Regions from separate parts of the Pan troglodytes genome. Here region 1 is linked to region 2. Evidence: chromatin contacts called from public HiChIP or PLAC-seq data. All regions are on one chromosome and are shown on one strand. The core of a region is the stretch at or near the end of the contact, and the rest is flanking DNA. Distances in the headings are between cores, read along the strand shown. Region 1 holds the start of CCNF (cyclin F). Region 2 holds the start of RNPS1 (RNA binding protein with serine rich domain 1).

What was found. HiChIP or PLAC-seq counts read pairs in DNA pulled down with a chosen protein or histone mark.
Region 1: a contact with region 2 is called in an H3K4me3 HiChIP or PLAC-seq map of stem cell-derived excitatory neurons, with 2.9 times the contacts expected there. The contact joins the promoter of CCNF here to the promoter of RNPS1 in region 2. A contact is called at or near these places in 3 of 7 Hi-C or Micro-C datasets (induced pluripotent stem cells and stem cell-derived neural progenitor cells) and 1 of 1 datasets of contacts at active chromatin or transcription factors (stem cell-derived excitatory neurons).

The regions. Positions count from the first base shown.
Region 1 is chr18:5,039,683-5,044,610 of NHGRI_mPanTro3-v2.0_pri, reverse strand. It overlaps CCNF (cyclin F), which reads right to left and starts at 3,379. Exons shown (of 16, transcript XM_063796476.1): 1 at 3,257-3,379; 2 at 1,473-1,627. It overlaps LOC467872 (ATP-binding cassette sub-family A member 17-like), which reads right to left. Exons shown (of 16, transcript XM_063797575.1): 16 at 4,717-4,928.
Region 2 is chr18:4,879,924-4,885,002 of NHGRI_mPanTro3-v2.0_pri, reverse strand. It overlaps RNPS1 (RNA binding protein with serine rich domain 1), which reads left to right and starts at 3,259. Exons shown (of 8, transcript NM_001279816.1): 1 at 3,259-3,344. It overlaps MIR572 (microRNA mir-572), which reads left to right and starts at 3,519; the gene lies at 3,519-3,612. LOC134808728 (a long non-coding RNA gene) reads right to left here and starts at 2,972. Exons shown (of 2, transcript XR_010152233.1): 1 at 1-2,972.

The sequences.
Region 1 (4,928 bases), core at 2,130-4,629, 160 kb before region 2:
GCAGAGGACAATGATCTGGGAAGGAGGAAACAAACACCTAGGCTGAGAAAGAGGGTTCGACATCCCTGCAAAGGTATCACCCCCAAAGACAGGGGAAACACTCTAAAAGGGGGCAGGCAGGACGGAAATGTGTTTTGTGCTTCCCCACTGGAGGCCTTGCTAGTGGGAGTGTGGAAACAGGTCACAGGGACTCAGGGCAAAGAACAACACCCATGATGGAGGTCTCAGGTAGAACCCGGAGCCTAAGCGCTGGGCCAACGCAGGAGTGTCCAGGCCAGGACCTGGAGCACAGGTGAACACTTTAAGCACCAAAGTTTCCACTGCCATTGGAAATTCAGCACCCCCTGGGGTCCATAAAGTGTGTCGCACCTGCAATGGAGGTGGCTTTGGGAGTCAGAAAATGGGTTCTTGCTGGCATTTCCCCATGAATCCACTATATACTCTAGGTTAAGTCACTCAAAGTAAGCCTATGGTTCCAATATCTAGAAAATAACTCCTAGAGTCCATTTCAGTGTTAAATGTTACATGGAATTTGTCCTCAAGAATGTATTCTTATTCTTTTAAACACTATCCTATTTTTTAAGGGATGCAAATTTCACTGCCATAAAAGGGTACTTTCAGCCGGGTGCAGTGGCTCATGCCTGTAATCCCAGCACTTTGGGAGGCCGAGGCGGGCGGATCACGAGGTCAGGAGATAGAGACCATCCTGGCTAACACAGTGAAACCCCAACTCTACTAAAAATACAAAAAATTAGCCGGGCGTGGTGGCGGGTGCCTGTAGTCCCAGCTACTCGGAAGGCTGAGGCAGGAGAATGGCATGAACCTGGGAGGCGGAACTTGCAGTGAGCCGAGATTGCGCTACTGGACTCCAGCCTGGGCGGCAGAGCGAGACTCTGTCTCAAAAAAAAAAAAAAGGTATTTTCTTTGTTGACACTGCAATGAACAGAGGCAATTTTAGTGTGCTAGGAGACAGCAATAGGAATTTCTGTAATCAGAATGTCTTAAAGAAAGCATCTGGTAATGATATCATCCTTGTTTCCTTTTTGCCCTCCTTTTTTTTTTTTTTTTTTTTTTTTTGAGACAGAGTCTCGCTCTGTCGCCCAGGCTGGAGTGCAGTGGTGTGATCTCGGCTCACTGCAAGCTCTGCCTCCCAGGTTCAAGCAATTTTCCTGCCTCAGCCTCCCTAGTAGCTGGGATTACAGGCGTGAGACACCACGCCCGGCTAATTTTTGTATTTTTAGTAGAGATGGGGGTTTTGCCAAGTTGGCCAGGCTGGTCTGGAACTCCTGATCTCAGGTGATCCACCCCCCTTCGGCCTCCCAAAGTGCTAGGATTAAGGCATGAGCCACCGTGCCTGGCCTCTGCCCCAACCTCTTTTTTAGCCAAAGTTTTGTTCTGACAGTTAAGAACACAAGGCCTGATGGTATAATCAACAATGCTAGGGCTCATAGTGTTTTCATGCAGGGACTTACAGCTCGGACGGCCAGGATGTCCTCTACAGAAAGCCACTTCAGGATGTGAAAGAGCACATCTTCGGGGAGACTCAAGATGGTCAGGTTTCGGGGCCTCCTCCTTATTCTTCGCTTTGTAGGATAACAGAAACACTTGGCACACCTACAGTGGACCACTGAAGGAAAAAAAGACAGAAGCCTTGATAAGATGAAAAATTATTCTATATACACACCCTTGAAGGGAAAAAAAAAAAGGATAAAAGTTACATCTGAAGATGATCTAATGGTTACTATTCCCTGTGCCACAAAAGATGGAACTATGCTTCTTGTCCCAAACAAAGATTATGTAAAGGAGTGGCATTGCACAAATTACAGAAGAGATCATTCATTTTCAAATATTCAACAAATATTTATGGCAAATAGCGCATATCATGTAACTTGGCTATTGGGAAACTTTCTGATCCAGAGCCCACATGACAGGCAGGAAGGGGAAAAAGCTGCCGAAGCTGAGGACGGTTTTCCTTCCATTTCATTCTCAGGAAAACTCCTGGGGCCTTTGCTGTATAGCTTTGCTTTTTGCACACGTGACCAAGGTGCATAATGTTCAATAAAGATCTGTGGGCTTGAAGAGTCTGGTTTTCAAGTCCAAATTAGAAGGGTCGGCCCTGGAGAGAAGCCACAGACTTGGAGGCCGGGGCAGTGTGCGTCCAAGTCTCAGCTCTGCAGAGTCTCAGTGTGCCCTCCACTGTAGAATGCGGAGTTGACAGCTACGCAGTAAGGTTGTTGCTCAGGTCCCAACACAAACCTAGACCTGTAGGTTTGTGTACAGATGCAATCATTAAAGGTGAGACGGGCATTCCACCCACCAGGCAGGCAGCCCAGACATGCTTCTCAGATGTGCTCTCTCCTCTTCCCACAGCCGGATTTTCCAACTCCTACTCCAGCAACCCCTTCCTCACTCTAAGCAGATTAGCCCTTATTTCACAGGGAAACAGAAGCCCTCAGACAGGAACCTCAGGATCCTGCCTCCCCATCTACAAATCTACCTTTCTATCCATCCTTCCTTCCAGTCCTGAAAGGAAGCGCCACTCCCCTCTGTGGGCCCAAATCCCTCCCCGCCTTGCTAGGACTTCCTAGCGATTGCTCCCGGCTCCCCTCTCTTGACCGGGGTCTTCCTGTTAGCAATTAAATCAGCTGCAAAAGCCAAACGTATTCCAGGGCGACGAATTCTCAAAGATTCTATAGACCTCTCCATAAAATATTCCTCATTCTCCGGCTCCAGGACAGATACTATGATAATAGCTGAAACCACAGTTCGTGTTTCCTGTGCCTCAACGCGCGCGGGGCCGAACGCTGCTTTCCACAGAGCTAGGTCCACGGCCCCGCTGGACTGAGGCTCGGTCAGGGCCGGGCCGGGCTGCGGGATCGCTTCGCCCCCACGCGCTCCGCAGCCCTTTCCCCGACCAGGAGGCGCTGGTGTTTGGCTCCCCGGGACCCGATCGCCGCCCCGGGACCCGATCGCCGGATCGCTGCCCCGGGACCCGATCGTCGCCCCAGGAAAGGGCCGGAAAACGTCGCCGCGGGGGAAGGCGCCGAGGGGCACGGGCGCCCGCCGGGCATTTAAACCGCGCGCCCGGCCGCCGGGGCTCCCTGCGCGGGACGCGACATCCGCCCCGGGTTAAAGAGCTCCAGCCAGCCCTCTTCAGGCCGCCAGGGCCTCCCCTCCCGCGGGACCCGCCGTCCGCCCCGCAGGGCAGGCAGAAGGGGTGTGGGGCAGAAACCAGCGGACATCGCCCCGCACTCACCGCCGCCGCTCCCCATCGCCGCGCTCGCGTCGCTGCCGCCGGAGCCCGCCTGAGAGCGCGCCCGCGCCCCGGCCGGAGCGCGCGTAGCCCTCGCGCAGGCGCAGACCCCGCCCCGCCGCCCACCCCAGTTTTCAAACGCGCCCGGCCCTCCCATTGGCCTGCCCGGGGGGGCCGCCGCCGGCCCCGCCCATGTCCCGCCCTGTGCTCGCCTCATTTACCGCCCTACACGCCCTCCCCGCCTGCTCCGGGAGCCCGCTATTGGCCGCGCCAGGACGCGAATTCGAACATTGGCCGCTGATTGGTGGAACCCGCGTGGCCGCCCCGCCTCCCCAACGGGGCTGGGGTCCCGGAGGAGCGCTTCCCGGCCGGCGGGCAGGGGTTTGTGGGCGTCCCCTCCCGGCCGCATGGGTCCGGGCTTCGCCGCTGACCCCGGCGACCGGCATCTGCGGTGCCAGATGGGCTGCGAAGGCGCACGCCTGCGGCCAGGGGAAAGAGGACTCCTTGGCGTCCCTCGCAGTCGCGGCCGTGATCCAGCCTAGGACAGCCCCGACGTGGCGCTTCTAGGACGAGGCCGTGCCCTGCCCGGGTCCCGGGGTCGCTCCTGGGCCCGCGACCCTCACCCCCAGCTTGCACGGCCTTCCCTTCCGCCGCCTGCTTCAGGTGGAGACCCTTGGGTTTGTGGCTGAGCCGCTGCTGGGCGGGGATGCTGGCCGGGATCGTGGTAGAGAAAGAGGAGGTCGGAGCTGACGCTGGAAGTCTCCCCCGCGGAACGCTGACCCCTTCTTCCCGCGAAACGTGGCGCACCCTGGACGCCTCAGTGCTCCAGCCCCGGGGCAAGCCCTCCCCATCACTTTGGCCAGATGCTGCCCCCTGTCTGGCCTCCTCGGCTGCTACCTGGAGCTGCTCGCCGCGGGAAGTGTCATATCTGCTCACTCTTGTCTTGGGCAGAGCCCATCTGAGCTGTCCTTCAGGAGTCAGCCACACCGCACCCCTTTTACGGCACAGGCTGTCAAGGGGAAGACTCGCAGCCTCCTGACTGTCTGGTGGAGGACAGAGGGGCTTTTCCTGGGGAAGGCAGGGGCCTGGGCCAAGGCTGCCCACCCCTCCCTCACGCTTCCCTCAGTCTGCACCCTTCCATCCTTCCGGGTCCCCATAGAACTCCTTCAAGTACTGGGCCTGCCCTGGGCACACAGACAGGAGCCCTGGCGTGCAGGCTTCAGCCGGCCTGGGGCAAGAGACAGAGTAAACAGGTGATCACAGCACAGGGTACAGAAGAGTCCGTGGCCCCAGAGAGGGTCTGGAAGTTGGGACTATTCCCTGTCCCAGAATCAGGAAGCGGGTGAAGGAGGGTGAAGAGAGAACAGGCTGAGCGAGTTTGGGGCCTGCTCCCCAGATGTCCCATGTTCTCAGCCCCCAGATTTCTTATCCCCTTATCTCACTTTTGTCCTCCTGGGTTACTGTTTCCTACTTTGTCACTGTTACCTGTCTCCCCCTAGGGCAGAGGTGCACTTTCAGGGTTAGCTTCCATAGCATCTTGAAGGGATTAATCAACTAGAGCCAGCCATGAGCACATTAGCCACACCAGCTGCCTCTAGAATCTAGAACAGCATCCTTGGTCCCTAGGTTGTCCTTTAGCTCTATCCTGTGCTTTGTGTCCTGATCACTCTCCTTT
Region 2 (5,079 bases), core at 2,010-4,509:
AATGAACTCCATATTCTCCCAACAGACCAAGCTCACCCCACACCAGCACAAGGCCCTTTCAGACCCAGCCTGGCCACCCCTATGGACCTGGCCAGCACCTCCCCAAGCCCCACCCTCTCCAGACAGGCGCCAGGCTGTGGTGACCCGCCTCTCAGCAGCTCCTCCTCTGATGCCTCCCCGAGGTCCAGTCGTCACCCCCTCGTCCACCTGACTGGGCTGCGCATGGCCTCAGTGCAGAGCCAGGTTTTAGTAGTGGGTAAAAGGGCTCCCTTGCTGTGCTTTACCAGAGAATGCAACACCCCCAAAGCTCCTTCATGACCCACCGTGACCTGCAGCACCACCAAGCCCATCCCCAACCCTGTGTCCCAGGCCACCAGCCTCTGAGGGCAGGCACTGCAGGAGCCACTGGGCCACAGAGGATGGAGGCAGGGAGGACATTCTGCCTTCATGAGGGCACGCTCTCAAAGACAGAGCCACCCCAAACTGTCAGCAGGTGACCCTCCGCTCTGGGAAGGCAAGGGGAGGAGCTCAGGGCCGTGGCCAGAGCCCACGAGAAGCCAGTGCCCAGCTCAGCAGGTGACCCTCAGCTCTGGGAAGGTAAGGGGAGGAGCTCAGGGCCGTGGCCAGAGCCCACGAGAAGCCCATGCCCAGCACTGCAGGGCTCTGGCCACTGCCTAATGCCCTCCACGAAGCCCTGCCTGCCCTTCCAGCAAACCAGGGCCCCTGAGGCTCCAGAAACCCCAGCTCCACTGCCCTCAGCCTCCATGGCCTTAGCAGCCTGGCTCTGGGGCTGAGCTCCCGGAAGGGCAGGGTGGGGGTAGGCTCCTGAGTTTTATTTTCTCACATTTCTTCCAGACATGCTTCTGCTGATCCTCAAAATGGCAAAAGCCAGGATGCTCAATTCTCAAAGCTCAACAGCTGATGGCACATTTGATAACAAAAATCAGTAATATTTAGAAACAAATTTGATTAAATTCGTAAGTGCCTGAATAAATCATACTCGTAGATTTAATATAAAATGTGTGAAAGCTTATTCGCAGGCGAAATGACATTACTGCAGAGCATTAAAAACCAGCAGGGGGAGGGCTGTCGGCCCAGCTGGTGCTGTGTCACGCCCACCCGTGTCATGTGGGGTCACCAGGCTGCCCCTGCGCACCAGGTGTCAGTGGGGCCCTGGGCATGGGCTCTAGGTTTGGGGCCCTTTAGCACCTCTGACCAATGGACTCCAATGCCACCTCAGAGAATTCCGCCTGTGCCTGCCTGGACCACCGAGGCTGCCCCCTCCCCTAGCGCCGACTCTGGGGCCCCTTCAGCAGGGGGGCGGCCCCTCTGTTCCACTTAACCTTCCATGCCTGGGCACAGCAGGTGTGACAGTAATGCAGAGAATCTAACTCACTTTACATGTCATCAAACCCAAATCCAACGGGGGTACCCAAACCAGACTGATGGGCCTGCCAGCCTCCACCCACAGGAACACACTGGTGACTTACTGCAGCAGACTCGGGAGGTAGCTCCTCCTCCTAGCTGCCTTTGTCCCCAACTCCTTGGACATCCCTTAGCCCAGGGTGAAGGGTCAAGGGCACACCTGACACCCTCGGACAGAGCCAGAGGGAGTGGGTCTGGGCAGGAAGTCACCAAGAGCTGGCTTCCCACACAGGGAAGAGGGCAGTGATGGCAGACCACACCCCCACTATCTATCCATCCATTCACCCACCCACCCACTCCGGGTCACCAAGCTGCACTCTGTCCTTTGCTCTGACATCTAAAGTCTCCAAGTCATGCTGGTTCTCTCCTCCCAAAGATCGGCTTGGATCTGTTCCCTTCTCCCTTCCTTGCTGCCACGAAGCTGTTCAGACAAAGTCTGAAGCTCAGCGCACCGTCAATCCCTCCACAAATAACCACAGGGCAACGACTGCCTGACAGGCACAGCAGAGAACAAAACCCGCCCTCGGCTGGGGGCGGTGGCTCACGCCTGTAATCCCAGCACTTTGGGACGCCTAGGAGCGAGCACTTTGGGAGGCCAAGGCGAACCTAGGAGCGGATCACGAGGTCAGGAGTTCTCGACCAGTCTGGCCAACATAGTGAAACCCCGTCTCTACCATAAAAATACAAAAAAATTAGCCGGGTGTGGTAGTGTGCGCCTGTAATCCCAGCTACTCGGGAGGCTGAGGCAGGAGAATCGCTTGAACCCGGGAGGCGGAGGTTGCAGTGAGCCGAGATCGCGCCGCTGCACTCCAGCCTGGGCAACAGTGCGAGACTCTGTCAAAAAAAAAAAAAAAAAAAAAAAAATCCGCCCTGTCAGTGTGGGGCGTTGACGCGGAGCCTACTGCCTGCACCCCTACAGCGTCACCCCCTCCTCTGTCCCTGCCAGAGGCGCCACCTCTGGACTCTCCCAGGGTCGGACCCTGGTCGACAGTGCTCCCTGCCCGAACCCTGCACGGGCCGATGGATGAAGCCTCGGCGCTGCGCCGTTCACACGCTCCGTGCCGCTGCCGCGAAGCTCGCGCGGGCCTCCGAGCCGGTACCCGGGCCTCCCTTCCCTGCTTCCAGCGAACCTCGGCGCCTGCTGTTCCCCCGCCGGGCGCGCCCTTCCATTTGGGTCTCAGCGGCAGTGTCACCTCCCCGGAGAGGCCCGCCGTTGCACCCCATCTCCCACTCTCAAGCTCGTCGCTCTTCCTGCCCGCACAGCCCGCCTGCCGCGCCCACCCGGTGGAGGTCCGCCTGCCGGGAGGCCGCGTCCACGGGAACACCCCAAACGCCACCAGTGGATTTTAACCGCACGAACGCACGCCCTGCCCCAGCCCGTCTCTCCGAGCTACTTCCGCCCTGCGGGCCCCCATGCCCCGCCACGCACGGCCGCAGAGCCTGCGAATCCCTCCTGTGCTACCACCTCGCCGGCCTCCGCACAGCCCGGCCCGGAGCCCCGCCTCCACCGCCGGCGACAGGGGCCGGAGTCTGCCCGGGCGGGCCCAGTGCGCCCGCGCAAGGAAAGGGGCGGGGCACGGGCGCGTTAACACCCTCCGCGCTGGAGGACGGGCCTCCGTCATCGCGCTACCCTCCCAGGCTCAGCAGGCTACCCATGTGCCCGCTCCAGCAAGCGTGCAACCAGCCCGGTCAGTCCCAGGGACTTCACCGGCTACGAGACACCTTGAACGTCCCCAGCGCGACTCCCACAAACTGCCTTGACTCTTTAACGCTTCCTCGCTGGCGCCCATTGGGCCAGGCGTTTACGTCATCGCTGCGCGCCGGGCGGCGGCGACTTCCCGCTCCTTGACTCTGACGTCAGAGCGGCGCCGGCCTCGGCGGCTGAGGAAAGCAGGAGGAGGTGGTGGCGGCGGGAAGATGTAAGTTGGGGCGGAATCCGACCGCATCCGTGTTTCGGGGGCTGCTCGGCAGGCCCGGCAGGACGCATCGTGAAGCCGGTCCACTCCTCAGCCCCGCAGTGCGGCGGTGGCCTGGCAGCGCGGTGCGGGCTCCGAGAAGAAAGAGTATGGCCCGGGACGGGTGGAGTGGGAGGTGTCGAGGCCGTGGCCCGGAAGTGGTCGGGGCCGCTGCGGACGGAAGGGCGCCTGTGCTTCGTCCGCTCGGCGGTGGCCCAGCCAGGCCCGCGGGACTCAGACCAGCGGGGAGCGCGGTCCCCGCCCTTGGGGCCCTCCCGCCGGGCCGGAGACCCAAGCCCCCAACGCCAGGCCCTGCCCTGGAAGCGCTCGCGGCCCGGCGCCTGGACGGGGGAGTTGTGAGTGAACGCGGACGGGGAAGCGGCGAGGTCGGCGTGTCGGGCCGGTGTCGGCGGGCGCGGAGTTTCTTTGTGGGATGCGGTGGAAGGTCGGCCGATCCCCCCTTCGGAGTCATTAATTCAAACGTGTACTCCGCGAACGTTTCCCGGACTCCCGTGTGCAATTATCGGCGCTAGGCCGTGGGGATACGGCCCACTATGGACCGAGCACGGTGGCCGAGCTCAGTTTGATGGGTTACCCCAGAGGGGCGGATACGGGAAGGTTAAGGTTGTTGGAGGAGAAACGTGGAGTAGGCTTTTTGTCTTGATTGCGCATGAACTGTGCCTGAAATGTACTTTTAAATGGGGAAGGTGCTCTGAAGATTTGTGCCGAAACGCCCTCTCCTCGAGATTTAACTAATTGTTCTCTCCTCTCTCTGGCTGTTGGACGCGCACCTTTCCGGAGGATGGGGGAGGTAACCGAGGTCCTGAGCCGGTACCTGAACTTGGGTGAACAGAGAACCTCAACTTTTGCTTTCTAGCACTCGACTGCACCCAGCAAGGCGTCCGCTTACTCAGTGGTTCTTAGTGTTTGGAGTGCTTAAGAATAACTGGTGGTGTTTGATTTCACAAAGTACATTCGGGCAGATCTTTAGTTCTTGGGGGGGTGGGGCTGGAATCTGCGGGTGTGACCTCCACTCTAGGTCTGTGCTGTCCAGCAAAGTAGCCATTGGCCACATGTGGCTGCTAAGCATGTGAAATACAGCTCATCAAGACTGAAATGTTAAAACGCACAGCAGTTTTAGAAGACTAGGAAAAAAGCAAACCTTTATTAGATTTTTATGTTGATTATATGTTGGAAAGATAATATTTTGGATGTGTCAAATGTTAAAAATTAATTTCACCCATTTTTGTGACGTGGCTGCTAAGGAATTTCAGGTGATGCTTGTGGCTCCTCACACGGTTTCTATTGGACAGTGCTGCTGCAGGTGATCCGAAGGCGGGTGGGTGCAGGAACCCAGCTGAGAGTTCAGAAATTACGTGTAACTTTGGAGACAAGTGTCTGTGGGGGAAGGAGCCTCCGGACGTGGAGATACAACTCTTGATCCTAACATTTATCGAGTGTTTAATTAATGCCCTGGGTAACTATAAGGTTGGAACTGTAATTGTCACCATATTGATGATGAGAAACTTGAGAAAGGATAAGTGACTTGTTTAAAATCACACAGTAAAACCTCAAATCAAACCCAGGCTCTCTGGCTCCAGACTCTAAATTATACTCTGAATGATACTCACTGATTGTCCGAGGACACAATGTCGAGGCACTATCTGCTGGGTGTCTGCAGAACCTTACTGTTCTAAAG